Linked DNA regions of Mus musculus: regions 1, 3 and 4 are each linked to region 2. Evidence: chromatin contacts called from public promoter capture Hi-C data. All regions are on one chromosome and are shown on one strand. The core of a region is the stretch at or near the end of the contact, and the rest is flanking DNA. Distances in the headings are between cores, read along the strand shown.

Region 1 (3,458 bases), core at 643-3,142, 1.2 Mb after region 2:
AGATAATGATCAACCAGACCACCCTTTGACCAGGACAGCTTACCTATGCATGCCTCTTGTCCCTTGTCCCAATTCTTCCTCTATGTAAACCTGAAGCTCATGGCAGTGTCCAGAAGATGGACTTGGGGGTCACCTGCCCCCACCATCTGCTCCTACTCCCAATGAGACACCTGAGTAGAAACTCTTTTATCTGCTTTTCACTCATAAGCATCTCTTTAATTAGCATGCTGGGACAGGAGACTGAGATTAGCCTGCTGGGGCTCTGGGGCCTTACCTTTTTGCCCTATCCCCCCAGAAATAAGGACAGTCGTGGTCAGTGGCTCTGTTGTGAGGTCAGGAGCCATACCTGACCTATTCCCTGCTGTAAGCCTGGTATATGGGTATATGTGCTTTATATAGTGTTGGGCCTGACACACAGCCAGAGTTCACGAGTTATTTATTGCACATTAGTTACTAAAGGAACTCAACCAAGTTTGGCAAAGTCTGGACCAAGTATGTATGGACAATCTATTTCCTTGGGGAATGATCTTCAAGTTGGCTGTATTGTCCCTATTAAAAGCCTGTGGCAGCCAGGCGGTGGTGGCGCACACCTTTAATCCCAGCACTTGGGAGGCAGAGGCAGGCGGATTTCTGAGTTCGAGGCCAGCCTGGTCTACAGAGTGAGTTCAAGGACAGCCAGGGCTCCGCAGAGAAACCCTGTCCCAAAAACAAAACAAAACAAAACACCCAAACAAACAAACAAACAAAAAGGAAAAAAGCCTGTGGCTTCAAATTCTATATCAAGTTGATATAATGAAGGCGTGTGGAGGAGTAATCACACATTTCAGACGGGCTGTTTACAAACTCTACTCTTTACATAAACCACACCACTGCTTGTTTTCTGCATGACCAACTTCGTCGGTTTTTGATTAATACCTCTAATCTTCAGCATAGGCAAAGGCTTTCCCTGCCCCACAGTACCTGGACTTTGATGACTCAGTAGTCCTTGTCCCCTTGCTTGCCTCCCCTACAGCCTGTGTGTCCTGAAAGGCAGGACCAACTCTACTCCATGGATGAATTCCCAGCGGGCAACCTGGGGCCCACTGTGTGGTATGCGCATAGACAAATGTCTGTCTCCCTTGTGAATCCCCCACAGGTGTCCCTATGTGCGTTACATCCCTAGTGCTCAGCCCTGTCTCTCTCACAACAAGCACACATTATTGTTGCTATTATTATTATTATTATTTTATTTATTTATGTATTATCTTATATGTATGTGCACGCCTGAGCTTCTGTACAGCACCGTATACGTGGAGGTGCCCACAAAGCTCGGAGGAAAAGTTCTGGAGGTACAGGCAATCATAAGCCACCAGATGTGGATGCTGGGAGCCCAATCTGGGCTTTTGATTTTTATGTGTGCATAATTTTCCAATAATTTTATTATGTTGTGTGTATGATTGTTTTGCTTGCGTGTATGTCTGTGTCCCGTGTGTGTGTGTGCAGTGCTTACAGAGGCCAAAAGAGAGTGGCAGAACCCCTGGAACTGGTTAGAGACCGTCACAAAACAGGAATGTGGGTGCTTGGAAGTGAACCCAGGTCCTCAGGAAGAGCTAGTCAGTGCCCCTAACAACTGATCCATCTCTGCGTTCTCTCCCTCTCTCCGTCTCCTGTGTGTGTGTGTGTGTGTGTGTGTGTGTGTTTGTATAACAAACCAACCAACAAACAAACAGGACCTCTAAAAGATAGGAATGAAATTCCTTTAATGGTCTCTAGAGGGTTTCCTGACACTCACAACGTTGGTGACAATAATCTCCCCGCCCCTTTCCAACAAGGCGGCTTTCTAGCTAAGCGGAAGTGACAGCGCCGTACCGGAAGTTCAGTCCCTGGGACTGAATCCTGCGCTCGGAGCGCAGCCGCACGGTGCTTCCCTGCGTGCGATGAGACGAATCGGAGCGTTTGGGGGCTCCACGGCCCTGTGGGCGCTGCTGGCCGCCCACGTGGCGGGGGCGTTCGAGCCCGTAAGCGTGGGCATCGCCATCGGGGCCGTGTCGGCGCTCACCGGCTACCTGTCCTATACCGATTTCTACTGCCGCTTCACCGAGTGCTGCCATGAGGAACGGCCCCTCAACACGTCGGGTATGTGCCCGCGGGCCGGTCGGGGCGGGCGGGAGGGCACTGGGAGCTTGGCTCCCGCTCCTGCTGGATGCGGCGCCGCGGGAGACACACACGGCCGGGACCTCGCCACACCTTTGCAGGCCTTGCAATGACCACCTGGAGAACTGAACGCAACGGGGCCAGCTGGTGCGCCCCGCCAGGGGGTGCCAGGCGTGGAGCTCCATCCAGAAAGCCCGCCTGTTGCTCTTGCTGTTTGTTTGTTTTTTTTTCGAGCCATCAGGGGTGGCGGGAAAGCTAGCCCGGAGCACAGCCGCCAAATGGTTCTTCCCTGGATGAAAGAATCTGTGTAGCTTGTTTGACATTTAGATGTTAAGGAGAACTGGCACTTAAGGATCTGACTGTAGGTCCTTATGATTCTGGCTCTGATCTGTGAGATCTCTGCATTTTTCATCCCTTCTGGCCCTGCTGGATCAGTCGCTAACTGTGCCTCTGACTCAGGTACTTTTTTAACCTGTGTTTTTCTCTTTGTTCCGGTGCGGGCCTCCGCAGCCCTCAAGCTGGACTTGGAAGAGAAGCTGTTTGGACAGCACCTTGCCACCGAAGTGATTCTCAAGGCATTGACTGGCTTCAGGAACAACAAAAATTCCAAGAAACCATTGACTCTGTCCTTGCACGGCTGGGCTGGCACGGGCAAGAATTTTATCAGCCAGATTGTGGCTGAAAACCTTTATCCAAAAGGCCTGAAGAGTAACTTTGTCCACCTGTTCGTCTCTACTTTGCACTTCCCTCATGAGCAGAAGATAAAGGTGTACCAGGCAAGAAAACCTACCGATTTTTGATCATATGCCTGGGGTACTTTACTCAGTAGCTCTGGCCTCTGCTTTTCTTTCTCTGCCTTGAAGTGCTCCATCTGGCCTCTGCTTTGCTTTCTGCTATTTATTTGACTGAGTTTTACTGTGTAGGTCTGGCAGGCCTGGAACTCACAGAGATCTACCTACCTCTGCCCTCCAAAGGCTGGGATTAAATGCCTAGCCTCTCTTTATTTATACTTTCTGAGACAGTGCCTCATCGTGTAGTCCAGGCTGGCTTTGGTGTTAGGGATCCAGCTTTCTGAGGGCTGAGATCAACAGGCATCTATCAATTTGCCCAGTTTATGGCATGTGGGAGAGAGGGTGGTTTTAGACAGGGTCTAATGTAGCCCAGGTTGGCTTCAAACTCACTATAAATAGCAGAGGCTGGCTTTGAACTTCTGATCCTCCTACCTTCAACTTCCAAGTGCTGGGATTATAGGTGTGTCCCATCTTCTTTGTTTCTAAAATTGCTATTCCAAAATAATCCAGTGAGGTAGGGGATGCTATGATCAT
Region 2 (3,413 bases), core at 880-3,379:
TCCCTAAGGTGGGACCTAGGTCTGTCTGTCTACAATACTGACCTATGGCCCCAGACTCAGTGTCTTGACCACTAAAAGACTGACTACAGCTTAATGTGCCCCAGCACTTGGGAGGCAGAAGCAAAAGGATCAGAATCCAGACTTCAAGGTCATATTTAACTATACAGTGAGTTCAAGACCAGCCTGGACTACAGGAGGCTGTGTCTCAAAACACAAAAACAAGAGCTGGCGAGGTGGCTCAGTGGGTAAAGGCTGCCACGCCTGATGACTTCAGTTTGATCCTGGGACCCATGGTGGCCTGAGAGAAGTGATTCCCAAAAGATGCCCTCCGACTTTCACACCCAGGCCTTGGTGTGCACACATACATACAAATAATACGTTTTTGTTTTTGTTTTTTTTTAATAAGGGACCTACCTCACAGAACTGGGGTGAGGACAAAGATAACATGATGTCTAATACAGAGCAGGTATTAATAACACAGGTCTACCAGAAGTTCTCAGCTTCCCTAGAGAGTCCTAGAATAGCTAAGAGTCAGCAAAGTGTAGTTCACAAGTCAAATCATCAAGTCTACTTTGTTTTGAGACTGGGTCTCACTGTGTTGCCCAGGTTGGCCAGGGACTCCTAAATTTAAATGATCCTTTCAGTCTCCCATAGAAGACAAAGGCTGCTGGACACCGGTGTTTATAACTGCTCTCAAAATAGCTGTTTTGTACTCCAGCCTTTTTTTTTTTTTTTTCCTTCGAGACAGGGTTTCTCTGTATAGCCCTGGCTGTCCTGGAACTCACTTTGTAGACCAGACTGGCCTCAAACTCAGAAATCCGCCTGCCTCTGCCTCCCAAGAGCTGGGATTAAAGGCGTGCACCACAACCATGTGGCTGCACTCCAGTCTTGACTAAAATACAAGAAGGTTCTCTCCTTTCCTACAGTCTAGAGATGCTTTGCATTACAATAGCAAAGAGGAGCAGAGCCAAGGAAAACACAAGGCTGTAGGCAGAAGCTGTTTAAAATCTTCCCTCTCTAGGGAAGTTTGCCAAACCCTGGGCTAGAAATCTAACTCAGGCCAGGGATTTCCTCTAACATCACGGCCAGGGTCCTGTCTGACTCTGCCTTACCAAGTCTGTGGGTGGTGAGGGAGGGTACATTGGTGGCTCTGAGAGTCAACTTCTTCTCTTCACTGCCTTCCACAGGGCCTAGCAAGAAGCGAACACGCTGATCAGGAGCAGGAGGCTGCTGGGCATTGAGACCTAAGCACAAAAGAACACAGTCAGTACTTTTCCAACCCGCAAGAGAAGGGGTAGAGAGATGGTAGCATAGAAGATGGATTTGTGTATCGTAGAAAACGTACTATGACTCCTTCAGAAGCCAGGTATCATTAATTCCAGCACTGGGGAGGCAAGAGGCGGGCCTATCTCTGAATTCAAGGCCTGACTGATCTACAGAGTTATTTCCAGGGCAGCCAGGGGTATACAGAGAAACCATTCTCTAAAAAGTGAAGAACAAACAAACAAAACAAAAATCCTAGGTTGGAAGTGTAGCTCAATTCATGGAGTGTTTGCACAATACGCAAGACGCCCCGGGTTCCATCCCCAGCACCCTAATGGGAGGTGGTACTACACAGATGTAGTCTAAGACCTTGGGTAGTGAAGGCAGGACAGTCAAAAGTTCAAGGTTATCTTCATCTTACATAGCAAATTTGAGGCTACATGACAGTTTTTAAGAAAATAAAAGAAAGGAAAAAAAGGCAAAGAAAAAAATTGGTGTTTGAGGGTCGGGGTGGTGGTCACGCTTGTGATCCCAGCATCTGGCAGGTGGAGTCAGGAGAGTCAGAATTCTCAGTGCCTCACTGATTTCAAGGTCGGATTAATTAGAAAAGACCCTGTCTCAAAAGGCAAAAAAAAAAAAAAAAAAAAAAAAAGTTCAAATTCTAACTCTGTAACAGAAACCGCGAAAAAAAACCCAACACTATAGAATGAATTTCTCTAAAGGAAAATAGCGGAGAGTGGGTAGTAACGAAATGTGTACAAGAGAAAAAAAACAAACAAACAAGAAACAGCTACAACCCGGCAAACGAACCACGTGACCTCACTCCACATCAGAAAGAACTAAAGCAAAACCGTGGGTCCGCGTCGGAGTTCTCACCTTTAAGCAGTTGCAACTCCACGGTCTCACGCAAGTGCAGCCACTTCAGCCCCGGAGGTTTATAGACAGCGAAGAGCCCCTGCAGCCGAGCTAGGCCAGAAGAACCCATGGCTGGAACTCAGCGGTTCAACATCATCCAGAAGCGGGGATGCGGGCGGAAGTGCTGCGTGGTCCTTTCCCAAATGTGGTCCCTACTGTAGGTAGCCGCCTTGTTTCCTTGGCAGGAAGAGGTTCTTTTCTTATTGCCCTCCGGGGGGGAAATAAGAGATGGAGAAGAAAATAGGGCCGGATATCGAGCAACCGAATTCTCGGTTATGTTATTTTTGAATTCTTTTCAGGAGTTTTTTGTTTGTTTGTTTCTCATATATCCCAGGCTGCCCTCAAACTTGCTAAGTTGCCGAGAATTCATTACTTTTCTGTCTCCACTTTTCCAAGATCTGGAGTGACGAGTAATTCACATCAGGCTTGGTTTTTGAGACAAGGTCTCTAGTACTGCCTTCGTACTTAAGAAATAGCCAAGAAGGATCTCGAACTGATCCTACGGCCTCCAGGTTTCAAATGCTGGGTTGACAGGCCTACGTTATAAATAACGCCTGGCTCACAGCAGTTGTTTTACTTCAGTGGCAAACAGATCTTGTGGCTTTCCTTCTCATGCTCCTGTCCATATTACAACATCTCCGATCAAAAAGCCACAGTGAGTGCAGTGTCCCAGGAGTCTTTTGACTTCTCGGGCCTCCGTAGTACCTGCGGAGCCCCGCCTAACCACGCGGACGTCCGCTGCCATGGCGACCCTGCTGCTGCTTCGCTCCCTGCGCCTCCACCGCAGTCTTCGGCCCCGTACGCGGCCAGCTGTAGGTGAGCAGCTCTGATTCCAGTGTCCGCGGCGACCAGAGGGACCGGACTCCTCTCACCTTTACCTCTTTTCTGCTCGCAGATGTACCCCTCAGGGCCGGGAGCCATGGCGCCCGCCTGCTGTACCCGGACCACATCCCAACCACCCCGCTGCAAAAGATGCTGCTGGCTGCGGGCGCGGCGGGAATGGCTCTCTACAACCCCTATCGCCACGGTAAGACGGTTTACTCTTCGGTCTCGAAAGCTGGGACCGGTGAAGACTTGGTTTGTGGGCATCCAAACCTGGCTGCGCCTATCATATTTCCCAGGATCGTTTATGATAATCAGGTGCCTGATTCTAGCTAGAACTGTTTTGGGTCTTCTGGGCACAGGGAGGAGAGGAAGAAAGAAACGTGAAGTCTACAAGTCTGCCTTTTTGTAAT
Region 3 (3,166 bases), core at 343-2,842, 1.2 Mb after region 2:
TTGTTTACTTTATGACCCAGGTCTCATAGTTGCTCAGTCAGGCCTTAAACCTGTGATCTTCCCACACAGCTGGGACTACAGTGCTATGGCACTAGGATGGGCCTTGTTGATGCTGAGACCAGTTTCACTCTGCAGGCCCGGCTGGCACCAAACTCATGGTAATCCCACTGTTTCAGTTTCTCAAGTCTGGGAGTCTAGGTGTGAGGCAGCACACAATCCCAGTCAATCTGGTAGCAAGTTATAGTGCACACCCCTGGCAATGCACACGACGCAGCCTTCTAAAAAGGTTTTCTGGAAAACACACACCATGGTCAGAGGCTCACAGTAATATGATGATTTAACTCTTTAAAAGCATGGGATAAACTAAAAAAGAAATAGGTGGGAAATAAATGGAAATATTATTATAAATGCTGTCTCTCTACCTCAAGTTTTTTTCTTTTTCTTTATTCTTCTTATGAAGCCTAGGTTGCCCTCAAACTCCCTGTGATAGGATTGCACCAAACCAGGCTATTGTTTATTTATTATACTTTTTAACCTAAGTTTCCCAAATTCTTATCTCTTAACACGTTGTCAATCACAATTCATCAGTCCAGCTAAAATTTACAGTTAGTGACTTGGAGCAGACCCATAGACCATCAGGTTCAGGGCATGTGACAAACATTTATAAAGAACCTTAGTTCCCTCTATGATCAGTAGAACTGTATGTCAAAGGAGGGATTTGTGACTGCGACCCTAGCTGGAAATTTTTGTTTTAGCTGGAAATCAATGACGCCGCGACCACCCCCGTGGTACCCACCTCACCCCATTTGGCCTCTTCCGCAAGTTCTGCACCTCTCGGGTTTCTTCCAGTTTTAGCCTGGGGGAAAAAAAGGAATAAAAAGTGACGCACAGGTTGAGACCTGCGGAACTCAAAAGCCAAACTCCGTTCTAAGGACATGTCCCTTTGCCGAGTCCCTGATCCAGTGGTCATCGGCAGTCAGACCCATGCGACCCCGGGGCACCTCTCCCAGCCGCGATGTGGCCTTATCCCTAGGAGCCTCTGCGTGGCGCTGGCCGGTATCCAGTCCCAAGCCTGTCTCAGCAACACGTACCGAACCTCCTCTGATTCTTGTTCATCCTCCTCCGACTCCGAGTCAGCCCGGCGCCGGCGGAATGTTTTCCCAGTAATCCGCATAGCGGAACCAGACCCTTGGCGCTGCGTTACCAGACGCGTAGTCCAGGGAACCTCTCTCTTCCGGCGCGCAGAAGTGTCGTCAGAGCGTCGGCTGCACTCAGACCCGCCTCCGCCTTGCCAGGCCACACCCCAAGCCCGTAGGGCCCCGCCTCAGCAGGGCAGGCAACCACTCCGAACTCCGAAAAGCAAGGGCAGGTATTGCCGCGTGGCCACACCCTCGACCACGCCCATCGAGTAACCATGCTCACCGCTCAACAGGACGGCCTTCGAACCACACGGTGAAACCCCAGCAGCACGGCCACTCCCCCGACTCCCGGCATGCTTGGGCACTCACCACTCGCACGGCCACGCCTCCGGCGTGCCCGGTACCGCCCTCTAGTAGGCTGTGACCTGTGACACCGCCCCCGCTCCTGGCATAGGCTCTCCCGATTGGACGTCTGACGGTGAGGAGGCGGGGCGTGGCAGGCAGAGCCACAAGACTCTAGGCAGCGCCGCGGTGGGCTAGCTTGACTGACAGGCGGCGCGGTTGCGACGGCAGGTGAGTTTCTGACGGCTGCTGCCTGCTGCCGGGGGCTGGGCCGCTAGAGCGGGGATCATCGTCCAGCCGCTGGGAGCAGGGGAGGCCTGGCTTTGCGGGGCGGCCAGGACCTGGTAAGAGGTCCCCGCCGCCTATCATCCCATCACCGACTCCCGTGCCCGCCCCGAACCCCCACGGCTCTGGCTTTTGAGCAGGCCGCACGTCGCTTGGAAGGCCAGCAGGAGGCCACTCGGGCTCCAGGGCTCGGACGTGCACATTTATTCCTCACTCACAAAAGCTGATCACCTTGCCGGGGGTGAATATCAGTCCCGGTGCTGACTGTCCATACCAGGTTGGCCTGCAGCCATTCGTCCCTAGGAGAGGTACCACTGACGTTCAGAGGCCAGGGACTGCTCTTTGAGAGCTTGGGAGGACTCGTTTGGCCTGGAGGACTGTCGCTCTGCCATAAGCACCTTACACCCCCGAGATGTTGCGACGGTAGTTAGTTTTTAAAGGTGTCTATAAACACTTATAAGATGGATAAGTGCATGCGTAATAGCTCACATGGGACTTTTAGGGACTCCTTAATTACTAGTTTCCTCTGGAGCACAGCGCTTCTTACTCGACACTTAACTGTGGCAGGCACTGGGGTAAGCAGTCTCTTCTAGAAGCCTTCCATCAAATCCCACGAAGTAGATGCAGTTGGGTCTCTCTTTCAAAAAACGAGGCTACCGAGGCGTAAGAGAAGTAACCCGTACTTCAAGTTCTGCAGCTGGGAGGTGAGGCTGGGTTGGGGACAGAGCTTTCACAGCTGCAGGGTGTGCTTCAGGGACAGCGGGCCTCTGTGGGTCTTCCCTGCTGCTGCTGCAGCTGGTGTGCCAGCTTATGGGCTGGGGGAGGGGCTGATGGACACTTTTTCCAGAAGACTATTCTGAAGCAGGGAGGGCATGTCTGCCATGCCTTGGCTTTTTTCCAGAACATTTTTTTTTCTGAAGTTGTCATATTCCCCTTAGACTGGGACAAAGAGAAAACTCGGGATGTCTTGAAACAGCCTTTTAGCTTTGATCAAAGAGGCATTAAGTATCAAAAGTCTTGACCCCACTGGAGATTAGATCAACCATCTTCAGATGTCGATGGCAGTCATTGGACACCATGTCTCTGTTGGCTGAAAAAGAGGCACCTTGGGAACTGCTGCATGAATCCAGGGACTTGGGTGTACAATTCTCACAGGCTCAGAGGTGGCTCTTAATTTCCCTGCCTAACCATGCCTTACCCCTTAACCTCTAGGGTACTGGGCCTCTCTGGTGCCTCCAAGGAAAGTCACAAGGTCAAGAGCATTTTGAGACATTCCTCATTTGAAGATACAGAGAGGGACATCTGATACAAACAAGTTGTCCCTTGTTTGTATCTGCATTCCCATCCTTGAAGCCAGAATGCCAGGTGATACCAACTCCCTGGGCTCTGGCAGACGGAGT
Region 4 (3,440 bases), core at 432-2,931, 1.0 Mb after region 2:
GCAGCCTGCTGTAACAGATGCCCAGTGTGGCTTATCTTCCCACCTCTAGGGCCAGAGCAAAACCTGCAGGACAGCTCAGAGCAGAGAAATCACCTGCCCTTAGCTCTGGGCATTGCCAGTGTATTCTCTACATGGTAGAAGGATTGATCTGGAAGATGTGGGAGTAGAGGCGCTAAGAGCCCCCAGAAAGACACCCACAGGAAAAGAACAAGGGAAGTCACCCCAAAGACCGGAGGAAAAGCAGTGGCTGGGCCTGGCTGCCTAGTCCTCCTCACCCCACCCCCATCCTCAGGATGCTGCTGACCTTCGAAATTGAGGTTGGCCCCACTCTGCAGAAGGACAGCAGCTGCCCGGGTCAGGCCCAGCTCAGCCATCTTCAGCAACGCATTGCTCACGCCTTCCTGGTAGAATGGAGAGTGAGCCTTCTGCTCCAGCAGCTCCGTGAGGACCAGGATCCGGCTCTCCTCGCTGGAAGCAGAACTGTGCACCAAGAGGCAGAACAGAGAAAGTGGGAACTCACGGGGGCCAGTGGCCCTAGCCTGTGTGCCCTTTCACAAGCATCCACACAAGCTGCGCATGCTCTGTGGGGCACAACTCTTTCTTGGTCAAAAGCATTAAGTGATTTCAAAGCCATCCTTCAGCATGCTGTCAAAGTGCTGGCTCTGCCCCATCTTCTCTCACACCACCTTGAGGGTAGCCCTAAAGCTCTCACCCTTCCTAGACAAAACTACCTACTAAGTGCATCTTGGGCCTGGACGCTGTTCCATATGTTACCCCAGCTCTGACAACGGCCCAAACACCACCTTCAGAGTCACCTGGCCACGACGCGCCTTACTTGCTCTTCGCCCTAATCTCACCCACCAGACCTCTTGCAACAGGTGGGCCCTAAGATCTGACCAACGCCCGGACACAAAACGCTTATCTGGGGCAGCCCTCCTAAATATGCTGGGCTCCGCCAAAGGAGGGCAGTAGCGCCTTGTTGTGCAGCCCTGCGGCCCCGCCTCCGAGTTCTTAAAAACGCCTGGCACTGCATTTACAGAGTAGGCCGCAGAGGAAAGGGCTGATGTGGTTTAGAAAAGACATCCTTGGTGAGACTGCTAGCTCCTCTGCCCCACCCTACTCTGCATCTCAGACCGCGATGCCGGTCTGGGTGCTCGCTTGTCTCTGTAGCACAAGCACTCCGAAGGCGTAGCGCTCCGAGTACCCAAGGAGGTCTGCACAGGGCACACGGACCACACCGGCTTGCTTCCCCAGAGGCTCTCGGAGAGGCCTGCTGTCTGCCGAAAGTCCGGTCGGCCCCAGCCAGGACGTCTCCAGCATCCATGCACAGGCAGCAGAGGCCCGGGTCTTCTGCCCTACAAGACACTCCGAGCCCGCCTCAGGCTGGAGCTCGAGCTCGCGGCCACGCAGCTCCCACTCCCGCTGCGACAACCACAGAGGACCGCAGCGACTTACTCATCCAGGGGCTCCTGCCGCTCCAGATCCTGGATGCCCAGGGCGCCAAGGATGGCGTCCACTAGGGGCTGGTACTCAAAGATGATCCTGCGGAAGCCGTGCAAGAACGGCATGGCGTCGGCCGCGTGTTCCGACACCCACAGGCCACCACCTCCCGATCTACCGGTTCAGACCCCGCGCCGGTGAGCAATCCTCCCAGGCCCCAGTTCCGCACCGGAAGTTATCCTACCACTCCTACTTCCGGTCCGTGCGGGCCTTTGAGGGAGCATGTGAGTCACACTGCCCCCTGCCGCCGGGGAGGACCTCGCGGCGATCATCACTGTCCGGCTCCGCCCCGCACTGAAATTCCCCGCGAGGCCGCTGAAGGGCGTCTGAGCTCCGACGGGGCATGCGGCCCCGCTACTGACTGGCTCCAATCCGAGGTGACACAGGCCCTATTCGGAGCCTGAACACTACTTTCTGCAGCCTACTTGACTTTGGCCACTCTCTAAGGAAAGGCTGCAACCACCTCAGTTTCTCCACTGTGTAGACCAAGTGGCGTAATGAGGATCTTGCACCCCAACTCTTCCCCACAGACGCTGGGGGCAGTTCCTTATTCTCTGTCCCTTGACGCCTAGCCAAACAGGCTGCCCACTTTTCCCACTTTTCACTGGAGGGACTCTGTGAACCTTCATGTCCTGATCTGGAAAATTGGCATAATATCACTTGCCTAGACCCTGAGCAGGAGGAAGCTTTGACATAGCAGAAAGGACTGTACCAGGTAGCGTCCCCCTACGCAAATTTGAGTGGCTGCAACTTTGAGTCCTGCGGCAAGGCCCTGATGACTCTAAAAAGGTCAGTTATGGGGAGGTGTCAATGGTCCTGAGGCTGCACCATCATAGGTGTAGCTCCAATCCCTTATGGGGGCTTGTGTTCTCTCTGCTTGGCACCTGCCATCTGCCATAGAGTTACTGGCTTGGAACAAAATTTCTTCTTTGTTTTAACCAAGAGCCTTCCTGCCTCCACTTCTCAAGTGTTGGGATGCTAGGCTTGGTTCCAGGATAGCCCAGGACACCAAACCCAGTGGCCAAGGATCTTACACAGAATGGGTACACAGCTCCTCTCATGACCTATTTCAGCTCTATGGGACTCTGCACCCAACAGAGTAAACACCAGGTTGGTCATTGTTTATTGGGTTGTTAAGGGAATAATGGGGAAAAAATCTGTACAGGGGCTGGAGAGATGGCTCAGCAATTAGGAATACTGGCTGCTCTTGCAAAGGACCTAGGTTCTGTTCTTAGCCTGCCAGGACTACATAGTGAGGCTCTATCTCCAAGAGGGGGGAGGAGTCGGGTGGAGGGTGGCAGGTTACTGGAGAGATCTTGATCAGCCCAGGTTCAGCTCCCAACACCCTCATAGTGGCTCACAGCCACCCATAACTCTAGGCCAAGGGGATCTGGTGCCCTCTTCTGGACGCTGTGGGCACAGGCACAAAAGTGATGCACATATGGCCATGCAAGCAAAACATCCCTATTCATGGGGAAAAAAAAAAAAAAGTTCCCCTTTGGGCCTGGGAGTTGGCTCACCGAGCAGAATGCCTCGAGTTCCATACCCAGCACCATGAAGACTGGACATCGTGGCTTCCTGCTTTGGGTCTGTGCCTTTGTCCAGGTCACTTCTCCTTTCCTCAGTGGCTCCAGCACTTGGCTTTGGAGGCTGCCCTGATCCAGAATAGCAGTAGTTTAGCCTCCTGACATCTACAAGACCCTTCTTCCAAATAAGGTCACTTTGAAGGTCCCCAGACTAGAGCTTCAGTGGAACTCAGAGGGCAGAATACAAACCCCATGCAACAGGTGAATCTAGGTGTGGTCCTTCTGGCCTTGGCCTCACCATCTTCCCCTAGCCTAGCCTTTAATGGCTGATCCGTCTCTCCAGCCAGTCTTCACCTCTGACTTGATCACTTGCCTGGCTCTCACAGGCCGAGGTCCAATGAAAGGCATCTTGAT

The links. Promoter capture Hi-C pulls out the DNA fragments that hold promoters and counts their contacts. Capture Hi-C pulls out chosen DNA fragments and counts their contacts.
Region 1: a contact with region 2 is called in a promoter capture Hi-C map of liver, with 2.7 times the contacts expected there. The contact joins the promoter of Tor1b here to the promoter of Coq4 in region 2. A contact is called at or near these places in 5 of 39 promoter capture datasets (hippocampal neurons, liver, neutrophils and 1 more) and 1 of 9 other capture datasets (liver).
Region 3: a promoter capture Hi-C map of erythroid cells shows a contact between it and region 2, with 6 times the contacts expected there. The contact joins the promoter of Usp20 here to the promoter of Coq4 in region 2. A contact is called at or near these places in 1 of 39 promoter capture datasets (erythroid cells) and 1 of 9 other capture datasets (liver).
Region 4: a promoter capture Hi-C map of liver shows a contact between it and region 2, with 2.4 times the contacts expected there. The contact joins the promoter of Asb6 here to the promoter of Coq4 in region 2. A contact is called at or near these places in 1 of 39 promoter capture datasets (pre-B cells), 1 of 484 Hi-C or Micro-C datasets (CD4 T cells), 1 of 115 datasets of contacts at active chromatin or transcription factors (large pre-B cells) and 2 of 9 other capture datasets (adipose tissue and liver).

The regions. Positions count from the first base shown.
Region 1 is chr2:30,951,109-30,954,566 of GRCm38.p6, forward strand. Tor1b (torsin family 1, member B) reads left to right here and starts at 1,893. Exons shown (of 5, transcript NM_133673.3): 1 at 1,893-2,115; 2 at 2,644-2,909. The coding sequence starts at 1,917.
Region 2 is chr2:29,785,364-29,788,776 of GRCm38.p6, forward strand. It overlaps Coq4 (coenzyme Q4), which reads left to right and starts at 2,130. Exons shown (of 7, transcript NM_178693.5): 1 at 2,130-2,994; 2 at 3,074-3,205. The coding sequence starts at 2,922. Trub2 (TruB pseudouridine (psi) synthase family member 2) reads right to left here and starts at 2,308. Exons shown (of 8, transcript NM_145520.5): 1 at 2,140-2,308; 2 at 1,113-1,244. The coding sequence starts at 2,248.
Region 3 is chr2:30,980,687-30,983,852 of GRCm38.p6, forward strand. It overlaps Usp20 (ubiquitin specific peptidase 20), which reads left to right and starts at 1,593. Exons shown (of 25, transcript NM_028846.5): 1 at 1,593-1,712. BC005624 (cDNA sequence BC005624) reads right to left here and starts at 1,255. Exons shown (of 9, transcript NM_144885.2): 1 at 1,092-1,255; 2 at 797-856. The coding sequence starts at 1,174.
Region 4 is chr2:30,826,619-30,830,058 of GRCm38.p6, forward strand. Asb6 (ankyrin repeat and SOCS box-containing 6) reads right to left here and starts at 1,682. Exons shown (of 6, transcript NM_133346.2): 1 at 1,456-1,682; 2 at 305-480. The coding sequence starts at 1,568.